Linked DNA regions of Mus musculus: regions 1 and 3 are each linked to region 2. Evidence: chromatin contacts called from public HiChIP or PLAC-seq data. All regions are on one chromosome and are shown on one strand. Each heading gives the region's core, a stretch centred on a gene start, on an enhancer-like site or on the middle of the called end of the contact. The rest is flanking DNA. Distances are from core to core; before and after follow the strand shown. Region 1 overlaps Camkmt (calmodulin-lysine N-methyltransferase). Region 2 holds the start of Lrpprc (leucine-rich PPR-motif containing). Region 3 overlaps Camkmt (calmodulin-lysine N-methyltransferase).

Region 1 (4,060 bases), core at 950-3,449, 400 kb before region 2:
AAATGTCCATACAAGTGTCAGGATCAACTCCAAGCTCTCAGAGGTTATGAGACTCATTAAAAGCCTTTCATTCATCAAAATGATTTTACTTTCAAAGATAAACATCAACTTAGCCATTAGGGAATCGCTGTTAAATAGTCATGTAGGCTCACCAAAGGACATTTAGCATTTTTCTAAAAATACTTCTAAAAATTACATGCTAGAACAAGATGGTTACCTGAATATGCTCACAGTTTAACAGGAACTGAAATTACTTTCACATAATGTTCTAAAAGAGCACCACAAAGAAGAAACCACGGGGTTGTGCTGCGGCATGTTGGGTCTCCGGTGAGTGGGACATCTCTAAAGCACAGAGGAACGGTTGCAGATAGCCTAGGGAGCCCAGCTTCCAAAGACGGGCTTGGGGGTTAGCTATTTAAATACGCCCCCAACCCTGGCCAAAATCCATCAAGGACCAAAATTCATATTATTAAATTGTCATTATTCCTTCAAAAACATTTTTATCAATATTTACCATGAAAAGTATTCAAGTAAAAAGAAACTTACTTATACTCTTGCTCATAGTAGTTACTTTAAAAACCACTATTTTTCAAGTTGCAGACAATGCTACTTAATAACTATTTAGATGTAGCAGTTTAGAGCATGTGAGATTCTTAGGAAACGTCTTTGCTTTTATTACCATCCTTTTATACACGCTGGGTGGATAGGGCAGTAGAGCCTGATTCTGACTGGAACATCACCCTATGCTGTTCTGAGGCGTTGACTAACTGCTGCGGTCTATAGATGATAGGCAAGTTTAGGCATGTACCTTGTTCTTAAGGAATAACAATGTTTTACAACATGAAATCCCACATTCCCTTTATCTATCAGAACTAAACATATGCATTTCTGTGGATGTGGATAGTGCTCAGGAAGATGTATGTTTTCATTTGAAATAGTTCAATGCTATACTTACTTAATAGAAATAGATTCGCTCTAAGAACCTATAATTCTGCAAAGTTCAAAAAAAAATGTAGGTGACAGATTAAAAAAAAAAAAAATCAATGAGCTCCAAACAGTAACAGCTCGAGATACTCCCTTCAAAATGCACAAAGATGCTCATGAACTGCACACAACGGGCCACTGTTACCATCTCTACATGGTAGATGGCTGGAGGACGGACAGGCAGACAGATGGATAAATAAATAATGCCTAGTCTTTTCTAAATTAAAAAAAATAAAATCCTCAGATTTTCATATTAACTTGAATAAATTATCACATTAAGGTTTCTGGATGATTAATTTGAATAATAAGACAGTGGTTGCTACAGAATTTCTGGGAAAAAAAACATTTTCGAAGGTAGGCTTAATTCTATTTTGATTTGAATTAAAAAGACGAGTTCACTTAAGAATGTACCTCTATGAATTAAGACAATTACCAGGGAATACATTTTAGGTAGTCACTTTTACCATTAAAATGGACAAGCAGCCCACACTCCCCACACCTACAAGGCATTTCGGACAGGGGAAGCGTCTGTGTGTACCAAAAGGTATGCTGCTGCCGGCTATCAGAGGATCAGAAGCTGCCCCAGGCATTATTCAAAAACCCTTCTTTTTATAGACAGTTGCAAAATCAGTCTCTCAGAGGTGCTACGATTTGGTTCAAAGCCTCCTAGAAGGTGAATGGCGCTGTTAAACCATTAACCACTCAACTCCTGAGCACAGGGAAATTAGGCTCGCACAGACAGCAGCTAGGATTTCCTTCTCGGAGACCGCAGCAGCAGTCAAAATTAACAATGGATTATTCTTGTAATTAGGGCACGGGGAGGGGGGAAGAAAAGGGAGACAGAAGTTAGCAGCATAGCTTTCCCTTAGATAACCCAAAGACTCAGACTTTATAATACAAGACCACAAAAAAAAAAAAAAAAAAAAAAAAAAAGAAAAGAAAAAAAAGCAGTGGCTGTTAACACTTGTTTGGGGGCAGGATTTCAAATACAAAATGGAACTTACAAAAAGAAAAAAAAAGATAAGCTACTTAAACCTTAAAAGGGGAACTAAAAACTAATGGTAATTTTCTCATGTATCACATTTCAAAGAAGAGCCCTTACTGTATAAAGATCCCATGAGTTCATGACAGCTTTATTCTTGGAGCCACAGAGCCAGCTATTGTTATGCTCTGAAACTGTGGGAACTGCTGCCACCTGTCGGGCAGGATCTGCAATGGCAGTCTTTTACTCGGCGAGCTCCTCCACTGGGGACAGAAATGTCCTGAGCGTGTAAGCACTTTTCTAAACAGCAGGTGGCCTCACTTTGGCTACAGATTTACCTCAAAGACGTTGGTTTAAAAGCTTTTTCATGTTTTGTAAAATAAACTCCAACTTCCGCTTGAATCTAGCTGCTAGGTGATTTGTGATAGGGAGGATTTAAAAAAAAAAAAAAAAACACCTCCTTGAACTCTGCAAAATTCATGACGATAAACAACAGACTCACAAAGTCTAGCTCAAATTGCTAATCTGCTCTCACTCAGCCATTCTGCACCAACCAGACCAGAAAAGACAGGTATTCTGCAGAGACTCGCGGCAAGGGGCGGGAGCGGGAGTGGGGGTGCGGGGGCGGGGCCTGGTGGTGGGGAAGGTTTAGGAAAGTGCAAAATGCCAGTTACCCAAACTACCGCCTTTTTTCCAGAATTCATTCCTCTGGGATAGTGATGACAGAGTTGGCCTTTTCATGAGGTTTCTTGTAACTTTACACATCCTAAGAACAAGAGTATATACTTACTTACTGTATGGAACCGTAAACTCAAACCTTGAATAGTAGCAACACGGGTTGAAGATGCTGGCATAATTTTCTTTAAAAAGAAAAGGAGTTCACTTTTATCTTTTCATCGTAACCATCAAGTGACACTTCCCTTTGACTGTCTCCTGTGTCTACTAAAATAGCCAACAGTTTTGTAATTGTCAAAGATATAAAGCATTTTAAATGTTAGCTATGTAGTGTTATAAATAAGGACAGAAACAAAGGGTTTCACTATCTCCAAAAGAAAACATAATAAAGATTATAAACAAAGCAGAAACCATTGTAACAGGTAGCAGACATTCAGTCTGCCTGTATCAGAAATGAATACTGCCCGTTGTGCCGTTAGAAACACCATCCTCATGGAGTAGTGAACCATTACCCATTACTACAGAAAATGGCAAAAGCTAGTAACGGCTAACACCATGCGCACACACACACATACGCATGCATGCATGCACACACACCTCCTTGCATGTGCCATGCCATGCATACACTTAGACTCCCTTTGATATAACTGCATGAAAACTTGCTAAGTAGTAGGTCCCTCAGACCATAACCACTATGCTATAGTTAGTACCCACCCTATGCTCTATGCTAGGTACCTTCTATGTGCAAGCACTGACCCTTTACACACTGTATGGAACATTACCTCCATCTTACAGATGAGGTAAAGGACAGAGAGAGAAATTATAAGACACGTCCAAAGCCACCAGCTCAGTGGGCTACAAACTAGAGATTTCTAGTGACCAATCATGGAAATCATTTAATTTCAAAGAAAGCTCTGGGTCAGTGAGGTGATTCGCTGGGAGAAGGTGCTAGCCAGCCGCCAAGCCTGACAGCCCGGATTCAATCCCACGTAGCAGGAAAGAGAACCGGTTCCCTCAAGTGATTCTCCGACTTTCACACACCTGCAATGGTGCATGTGCACCCTACACACACACACACACACACACTGAAGTGTCTTAAAAGTTTCAAAAAGACATTGATGACCTGCTACATGGAACACACGCTTTCAAGCATCTTTTCACAAAACAATTTCTTTTTAAAATTAAGTTACTCGAAAGTCTTTAAAATGGACAGGGTTCTTTTAAAACCTGAATGAAGCACGATTTAACATTTCCTTTATTGCCTTCCTATGCATTCATATTATCACAATAAAATGAACATATTTCACAGCAAGAAAGGGATTCAGCTGCTACGAAATATAAATAGTTGATCTACAAAGTCATTATGTATCCCATTTTAAGAACATATTATAATATGCAAACCTGTAGAGAGACCCCATG
Region 2 (4,262 bases), core at 507-3,006:
CACACTCACACACACATACCACACACAAACCTCACACTCACATACACACACCACACTCATAACACACACACACCCACACACACACACATTCACAGACATACTCAGGGTGGGTTTCTCACCTAAAACCCTAACACCAAGGAGGCTTCCCAAAAGCCCGTCCCCAAGGCGACTGATTCTGAGTTCCATCATGCTGACAATTAAGAGCACACTTCACAACCGAGGAGTAGAGTTTTAGGAGTAAACCCTTAGAAAGTCCATCATCATAATTACTTCCACCAACCTCGTTTCACATTTGCATCCAGAGCCCTAGCCTTCCTTGGGTGTGGCAAATGCCTGGACTCTCTGCATTCTGCTGGTAGGTTCGTTTCCCAGCAACCACCACAGCAGCTTGTATCTGTCTCTAACTGCACTCCCAGGACATCTGAAGCCCTCTCCTGACCTTCAAGGGCACCAGGCACACTTGTGGTTACACACATACATGCAGGCAAAACACTCATACACATAATAAAATAAATATATTTTTTTAAAAAAGCAAATGATTTTGCGTCACACCTACACTCAGTGGGACCCAGTGGTGTCATTCACATTCAGGGTGGGTCTTGCCACTTCAACTAATCCAATGTAAAAACTCCCTCACTGGCTTAAAGTCTGGTTTCCAAGGTGATAGTAAATCCTATCAAGATTAATCACCACAGACCGTAACCTACCTTAATCTTTTATTTATATCACAATTCTTATGTTTCTTTAGATGTACGGAATTTTGTCTAAATTGAGATCCCCCCCCCCATGTTGTATTCCCAGCATTCCAAATAGTGCCTGACACAAAATATGTGCTCAATAAATAGTACTAATGCTGAATGAGAGAATGAATTATATTCTATCATAGTGCTCTATAGTAACTCAGAGTAACTTCATCTTGCAGGGCGGTATTAGCTTCTCCAAAAGAAAGCTAAGCCAAGTTAACTCTGAACGTATATCCATTCAATAAATGCTCAAAGCACGAAGTGTCTTCAACTGATCACGAGCTTCCGCCATAAAAGAGGCTGCATTCTCATTCTGGGCACTCTGAAGTTTGTTGGCTAGCAGAAGAAACAGCCACATGGGAAAACTTGCAGAGGGAGAATTTGACTGTTCACTTGGTAGCAGTCAAGGAATAACTAAGTAGAGTGGAAACCTGTTCCCGGGTTCACACGAGTGCACAGGGAACCCTTTCAGTATGCGAGCTCTGTGAGGGCAAGAACTTGTTTTCCTAGCTCCAGACCTATCCTCAGACAATTGCACCACTCACTACCTTAGTTGCTTAGTGCATTAACTGGAAGGAGCGGGGCACTGAGAAAAAGAAACTTCAACCTTGACATTTAAAATTATACGACCTTTATTAGAATCCATTGATTTCATGAAGCGAGGCACTTAGGATGAGTTCTGTATATTTATCTACCCCATCCCCAGTCACACAAATAGCATGTAGCTAACCTGGAGGTCCACAGCCTCCCAGTTCTCTTCGTCAAGCTTTTCTCTGGCCGCCGTTTCTGAGAGCTACGGCAGGAACTACGTCACTGAGCAGCTAGGGCAGCGGCTCGGTAGCAACCGAGGCGCAAGGCTGGAACGTCGTAGGCACCCCGGGATCTGCACGGTCGGCCCTTCCCAGCAACCCTCGGTGTCGCTCCTAGTTGGCCCCCCACAAGCCCTTGCGCGCGCATGGGCGGAGCCGACCTCTAGTGGGCTCTACCAACTTCAAAGTGGAGGGGTGTTGTCGCCAGGCTCGCTGAGAGCCGGGGCGCTGGACAAGGGAACAGGGACACTGTGAACGGAAGACAAAAAACAATGTATAGTAAAACAGAAGGCGGATCCAGGGTATCCCGCGAACTCGGCTTGCCTCTCCCGTGAGCCTTGGCGGGGATCTGCCTCCTCCTCCGCTGGACGCCCTCGGTCCTTAGTTTGTCCCACTAGGGGCGACCGGGTCGTCACGTGCTCCTCCAGGTCCTCTGCAGGAGCGTGCATCCTATCCTGCCTTGGGTACGCTGAGCCATGGCAGCCCTGCTGAGACCCGCGCGTTGGCTGCTCGGGGCCGCGGCGGCCCCGCGCCTCCCGCTGTCCCTGCGCCTCCCTGCGGGCGTCCCGGGCCGGCTGTCCTCCGTCGTCCGGGTCGCGGCTGTTGGTAGCCGGCCGGCTGCAGGGTGAGTACCGGACCCTTCCTCCTGACTGGCTGCGGTGGACGGGCTGGTGTCCTGCTCGTTTGCTCCAATTCCGTGGTCCCGGCTTCTCAGGCATGAGGCCACCCCCTCCCCCATGCTTTGCCAGTGGTTTGGGGTGACAAGGTTGAGAGTCTTGAGAAGGTCATGGTCGAGGGCATGGCTGGCTTCCGGCTTGCTGCTTGAGGTCTCTGCCTGCTCTAGCTTTGGAAAGGCCCGTGAAGCTCAATGGCTTTGGGGGAGTGGATGGGGCTGAGGTGGGGACAGGCGTTGTGCCTTTCCTTAGGAGTACCCTTCCTGGGTGCTCTCGCACGCTGGTGACCAGTAACCTGCTAGTCTGTAGTCTTACGAGGCTTTGGTTTTTCATTTTCTTTTTCTTGGGATTGGGGTTTGAAGTTCTAGTGATCTAGGGATAGTTTAGAACTTGACATTTGATCATGGCCAGTTCGGGTTTTTGCTTGCGTTGTGCTGAGTGGAATTTTCCTTCAGTATTTACACAGATGTCATGGGTTGGAGATTGTCACACTAGAATGGATTAAAGGACGCGTGCAAGGTGCTCTGTTGGGATCTATGTACCTACTGCAAAAACAAGTTAAGTTCCTAGTTAGTGTCATGTATTTTTGTGAGTATATGCCTTTCTGGATTGAGGTTATAGGGAAACAAGTATGTTCACTTAAAGAACATAGATATTCTTGACAACTGATAAAGGAAGGTTGGGTGCTTAGGTTTTAGTACCGGAAAGAAATTGACAGTTGTACACCCCACACTAGAACTTTGGGGTCTAGCAAACAGACTTAGGAAGTATGATCTGGAGTGGGGAGCCATGGACTGAGGGTGCTTTGGCTTATTTGCATTAGGCTATTGGACAAATCACTCAGCAGCCCAGGCCTTAAGTTTCTTTAGGTACACAGGTGGACACCGTATAAGGTTAGGACTATTTCATGAGATACAGGGCTTGATGTATATTATAATAACACTGTAATAGAAGTAACTGTCTTCACGGGCCAGCCCGGCACGGCGTATAACTAGATAGATGAAGGAAATGCTTCATGATGTCTGAACAACTTGGTTGTCTTTGGAGAGATGCTTATTTGTAAGTTAGGGTCTTGCCTCTATTTTTGTGGTAGGCTTGAACAGTGAAATCATGCCCTAACTTTCATGTCTTCTGAGACAGCAGTGCTGGTTCCTTTAGCTTTCCTCTAGTGACTAGAATCTAGTCCTTCACCCGAGGCCCCTCGGGGCCAGGGCTAGTGCTGCTACAGTGCAGGCATTGATGTTTGCTGTTGGGTTTGGCAGAAACTGAACACATTTTAGTGACACATCTGTGTGTTCATCAGACCCGGGTTCCACTTCCTCGCTGCATACTCGGATGGACCTTTGACCAAGCTCCCCTGGTTCTGACTTGTCTGTAAGGGAGGGCATTGGGTGTCTTTGTAAAGCTTGTTCAGTCATTCAGCATCCGGGTGTCTCTTCAGAAGCTGTCTCTCCCACGATCCGAAAAACTGGCTGCATGGGGTCAGCCAGCATGGTGGCTCATCAAGAAAAGGTACTTTCTCTGCAAGCCTGGTGACCTTTGTTTGATTGCAGGACCCACATGGAAGGAGAGAACGGCTCCCACAACTTGTCTGTGACCTCCACAGTATCCATGCACATACAAAAGATAAATGGAAGAAAAGCTGTAAGCAGTAACATGACTATGCCGGGGTGACCCACGCACGTGTTTCCCCACACGCGTGTTTCCCCGTAGAGAGGAAACTGCTCAAGCATAGTACGTGGTCTTGTTAACGCGTGTTAGGTCATGGCAGCCAGTGAAGTAGTATTTGTTCTCTTTCTCTGGACTTTGAACACTTTCCGGCCAGTCTCCTATCCCACAGCTTCTAAGCCTGTGTGGAAAACACAACCTTTCTCAGGATTCTATTTATTCTAGAAGCGTCCCACTTGCTCTCTTTCTTGCCCATGGTTTCCTGTCTCCTTTGCTAGCTTCTCATTCCCTGTCGCACACTGTTTTCACACTGCACCTGAGGCTTCGTTCCATTTCTTACTTTTTTTTTTTTTGATACAGTATCTGTA
Region 3 (4,293 bases), core at 1,594-4,093, 370 kb before region 2:
CAAACATGAGGTGGGATGGAAGGACCCAAGCAGGCGTTGAACACGAGGCGGGATTTTTTTTTCATTCACTTATTCCTTCAGTCATCCAAGCATTTATTACAACCTCCCAGAAGAAGAGATTCACGCCAGATGTTAGCGATGTAAAAACCACCCCAGTTCCAGCAGACGGAGGCATGGCTGACATCAAGAATAACTGGGTGCCCCAAATGCTATAATACAAGGGGAGGAGGCTTCAGCAGGAAGGGAAGGTCTCAGTTATACTCTGAAGCTGGCAGAAGTTTGCCAGAGAATTCTGAGACAACCTGGAGACGGAGGCTGACATTGCGCTACGGTGCAAGGAAGCATCGAAAGCTTCGAGCTGGTCAAGGGGCGTGGGGAAGACACGGCTCCGAGGCCGTTTTGTGAAAAGACTTCATCAACCTTCATCAACATACAATAAGCAGATGTAAAATGATATGCATTTTATCTTGCTTCATATGCACATGTACATTTTGGTTTTATGTATGTAGTTTTACTTTACGCATGCATACAGAGAGAGAAAGAAAAAGACAGACAGAGGGACAGAGACAGAGACAGTGACAGAGCAAGCAAGCTCTATGGGGTATTCCATCTGATGTCTCTGAGCCTGATGAGCCCCTCTTTCCGTCTGGCCTCTGAGGATGTTGACAGGGCCGGTGGCAGGGCCCAGCCACACAGCTTTCTCCTCCCTGCATCTGTACAGTTCCTTCTCTTAGGTGGAAGCTCACTTAGGAAAAGTTAAACCACTGGGCCAGATTGATTTATCTCCCAAGCTGCTACCAGCATGCCCATTCACCAAGGGAGCAGATGTTTCTCTTAAGGACTACGGAGGGGCAGCCTCTTCTGCATCACTCCTGTGTTACCTGCACACAGTAGACACTGAAGGAAAGAAAAGGGAAAAAATGTAGCTTAAGTCTCAGAAATGCAGATGAAAGAGAATATTCTCTTGCTTTTATATTATTTCAAGTATAAAAGCTCCTGTGTCAAAATACTCAGAACACTGTGGCTCAAAATAGAAAAGATAGAACCCAATTATCAGACTGATTTGTAGTTCCAAGTCTTCAAATCACCTTCTACAGAAGCACTCACTAATTGATATCGACAGAGGGATACAGCAGAAAACTGAAACCTTCTTGTCTATAGATATATAGAGATGATACAGACACAGATGGTTAATTGATAGATAGATAGATAGATGTTAGATAGATAAAGCAATAGATAGGTAGATAGATAGATAGATAGATAGATATTAGATAAATAGATGTTTGATAGATGATATATAGATATAGATGGATAGATAGATACACAGATGCATAGATACATAGATAGGTGATAGATGATAGATACATAGATGATAGATATTTAGATGATAGATTATAAATAGATAAGATAGATGATAGATACATACATACATAGATACATAAATACATAGATATATAGATACATAGGTGATAGATACATAGATGATAGATTAAAAATAGATAAGACAGATAGATGATAGATACATAGATGATAGAGAGATGGATAGATAGATAGATAGATAGATAGATAGATAGATAGATAGATAGATAGATAAAAATAGATGATAGATACAGAGATATGGGGGAAGCAGGAGAAAAACTCAACAAATTAAAGGGTATTACTTATTCTGTATTGGGTTAAGAAATTATAACTGCTTTTTTTATACAGTTAAGCATGTATATTTGATGACTCCATAAAACACTATATTTAGCTGGGCAGTGGTGCTGCACACCTTTAATCCCAGCACTTGTGGGGACCACAGGCTGGTTGGATCTCTGAGTTCGAGGCCAACCTGGTTATACAGAGAAACCTTCAAGAAAGGAAAGAAAGAGAGAGAGAGAGAAAGAGAGAGAGAGAGAGGAAGGAAGGAGGATATTCTTGTCCTAGAACATGCTAGAATACAACACAATACCAAGTAAATTAAGATCCACGGCCTTGGCAACGAGAGCTACTCTCTCGATGAGAATGGTGAAGATTCAGGCCAGAGAGTCAGCACTCTGATCTTGTAGCTCACTCACAGTTTAGTCTGCATCTTCTCACCTACCAGCAATGATTGCAGCAGATTGTTAGTCATAGTTTAAAGGTCAAAGAGTTTTATAATCCTGAAAACTCATGATGTGGGCAAAGGATAACTATTTTCTAGCAAGTCAAATCAAAAGCCATGAAGAGCATGAAGACGTCTCAAACAGAAAAAGAGACTGGAATATAAATATGTACTGAGTCACAGGGAAAGTGTTCTGACATTTAAACAGACAGCAAGTGAGCAGGAAAAGTTACCAAGAAAGTGGAGCTGGGACAAAGACAGGGTAGGGCGTAACCTGGGTGGGGACAGGCACAGCACTGAATGCGCACATTCCTCTCTCAAGGTGTGGAATTCAGGCAGAAGGGCTGATGTAACACAAGCTATTTTGAGAAAAAGCAGAAATATCAATACAGCTATAAAGGGAGAATTCTGACCCCTCCAACTTAAAAGGAGTTCGTTGGAAAAATAATGCCATTTAAAAAAAAATGGTTAATGAGAAAAAACAAGGGACAAAGGTTTTGTGGCTTAAAATCAGCAACCATAGCACAGAATGGTGAGAGTGAGGGTACATCTGTGGAACATGAACGGGAATGCCTAGGATGGGCTGGCAAAGTTCAAGGCCATCCTAGACTATAAAGACAGTCTATCTCAAAAATCAACAAAGAAAGAAGAGGGAAGGGGAGGGGACAGAAAGGGAGGGGAGGGCAGCGAGGGGAAGGGAATGAATGCGCTACTTAAGAGACTGTGACACACAACTTCAGTCTCAGTTACTCAGGAGACCAGAGGCTGAGGGATCACTTGACTCCAGGAACTTCCGGTTAGACAAACATGGTAAAAGGATAAAGTAAGTGTGCTCTGTTCCTAAGCCCCTTTCTGATGGAGATGACCTCTGCCCTGTGACCCTAAAGGAACTGACCTAAAAAGAAAGTCCCAGAGGTCAGCAAAACTAGAAACAAGGAGGCATAGCTCTCTGAGTCCTACTCAATTACCTCATAACTGCATCGCCTGACCGTGCGAGAGCGGGAAAGGTAGGAAACAAGGAGGCATAGCTCTCTGAGTCCTACTCAATTACCTCATAACTGCATCGCCTGACCGTGGGAGAGCGGGAAAGGTAGGAAACAAGGAGGCATAGCTCTCTGAGTCCTACTCAATTACCTCATAACTGCATCGCCTGACCGTGGGAGAGCGGGAAAGGTAGGAAACAAGGAGGCATAGCTCTCTGAGTCCTACTCAATTACCTCATAACTGCATCGCCTGACCGTGGGAGAGCGGGAAAGGTAGTTTAAGTAGGCCGTTCGTTCGTTTGTTCGTTCGTTCGTTCGTTCGTTCATTCTTCAGGGTTGCACATCGCATGCTGAGCTACACATACACAGTCAGCATTTGTGCATTTCCACCTGTCAGTCATTTTCCTAGCGTAACAAGATGCAGACAATGATGAATGAGCTTGAAAATTCCAAATGGGAGTCTATTCTTGAAAAGTTTTTAAATTATTGCTACATAAATGCTGTAAAATAAATGTTAAAATGTTTCAAAAGGGGCTGGAGAGATGGCTCAGCGGTTAAGAGCACTGACTGCTCTTCCGAAGGTCCTGAGTTCAAATCCCAGCAACCACATGGTGGCTCACAACCATCCATAACGAGATCCAGAAGAGGAGAGGGGTCACCCTCTTCTGGAGTGTCTGAAGACAGCTACAGTGTACTTACATAATAAATAAATAAATCTTTAAAAAAAATGTTTCAAAAGGGGGCTGGAGAGATGGCTCAGCGGTTAAGAACACTCACTGCTCTTCCAGAGGGCCTGAGTTCAATTCCCAGCAACCACATGGTGGCTCACAACCATCTGTAATGGGATCTGATGCCCTCTTCTGGTGTGTCTGAAGACAGCTACTGTGTACTCATGTACAGAAAATAAATAAAAAAATTTTTTTAAATGTTCCAAAATGGCTGGGCACTGGTGGCACACGCCTTTAATCCCAGCACTCGGGTGGCAGAGGCAGGCGGATTTCTGAGTTCGAGGCCAGCCTGGTCTACAAAGTGAGTTCCAAGACAGCCAGGGCTATACAGAGAAACCCTGTCTCAAAAAAACAACAACAAAAAAAAGTTCCAAAAGATTAACATCATAAAAAAAAATCATCATAAAACTCAGTTGGGTGCCACAGAATACTGGAAACAGTGACTGGGTGCTACCAACAATTCGATCACACTGAACACAGACCTTGTTTAACCTATATT

Evidence for each region. HiChIP or PLAC-seq counts read pairs in DNA pulled down with a chosen protein or histone mark.
Region 1: an H3K27ac HiChIP or PLAC-seq map of embryonic stem cells shows a contact between it and region 2, with 3 times the contacts expected there. The contact joins the enhancer-like site here to the promoter of Lrpprc in region 2. A contact is called at or near these places in 2 of 39 promoter capture datasets (hippocampal neurons and liver) and 6 of 115 datasets of contacts at active chromatin or transcription factors (the SCID.adh cell line, bone marrow-derived macrophages, embryonic stem cells and 1 more).
Region 3: a contact with region 2 is called in an H3K27ac HiChIP or PLAC-seq map of extraembryonic endoderm stem cells, with 3 times the contacts expected there. The contact joins the enhancer-like site here to the promoter of Lrpprc in region 2. A contact is called at or near these places in 1 of 39 promoter capture datasets (hippocampal neurons) and 4 of 115 datasets of contacts at active chromatin or transcription factors (the SCID.adh cell line, embryonic stem cells and extraembryonic endoderm stem cells).

What each region holds. Positions count from the first base shown.
Region 1 is chr17:85,187,895-85,191,954 of GRCm38.p6, reverse strand. All of the region lies in intron 3 of Camkmt (calmodulin-lysine N-methyltransferase), which reads right to left. Among named protein-coding and RNA genes, the nearest start is that of Gm36826, 32 kb to the right of the region's middle. Within about 2 kb of position 2,199, at least 23 of the 459 cell types and tissues checked have an H3K27ac peak or open chromatin away from gene starts, as enhancers often do. A contact at or near this core is called in embryonic stem cells, where this site is marked.
Region 2 is chr17:84,788,280-84,792,541 of GRCm38.p6, reverse strand. It overlaps Lrpprc (leucine-rich PPR-motif containing), which reads left to right and starts at 1,756. Exons shown (of 38, transcript NM_028233.2): 1 at 1,756-2,177. The coding sequence starts at 2,029.
Region 3 is chr17:85,161,216-85,165,508 of GRCm38.p6, reverse strand. All of the region lies in intron 3 of Camkmt (calmodulin-lysine N-methyltransferase), which reads right to left. It overlaps Gm36826 (a long non-coding RNA gene), which reads right to left. Exons shown (of 3, transcript XR_877067.3): 3 at 1,548-3,471. Among named protein-coding and RNA genes, the nearest start is that of Gm36826, 5.3 kb to the right of the region's middle. Within about 2 kb of position 2,843, at least 39 of the 459 cell types and tissues checked have an H3K27ac peak or open chromatin away from gene starts, as enhancers often do. A contact at or near this core is called in embryonic stem cells and extraembryonic endoderm stem cells, where this site is marked.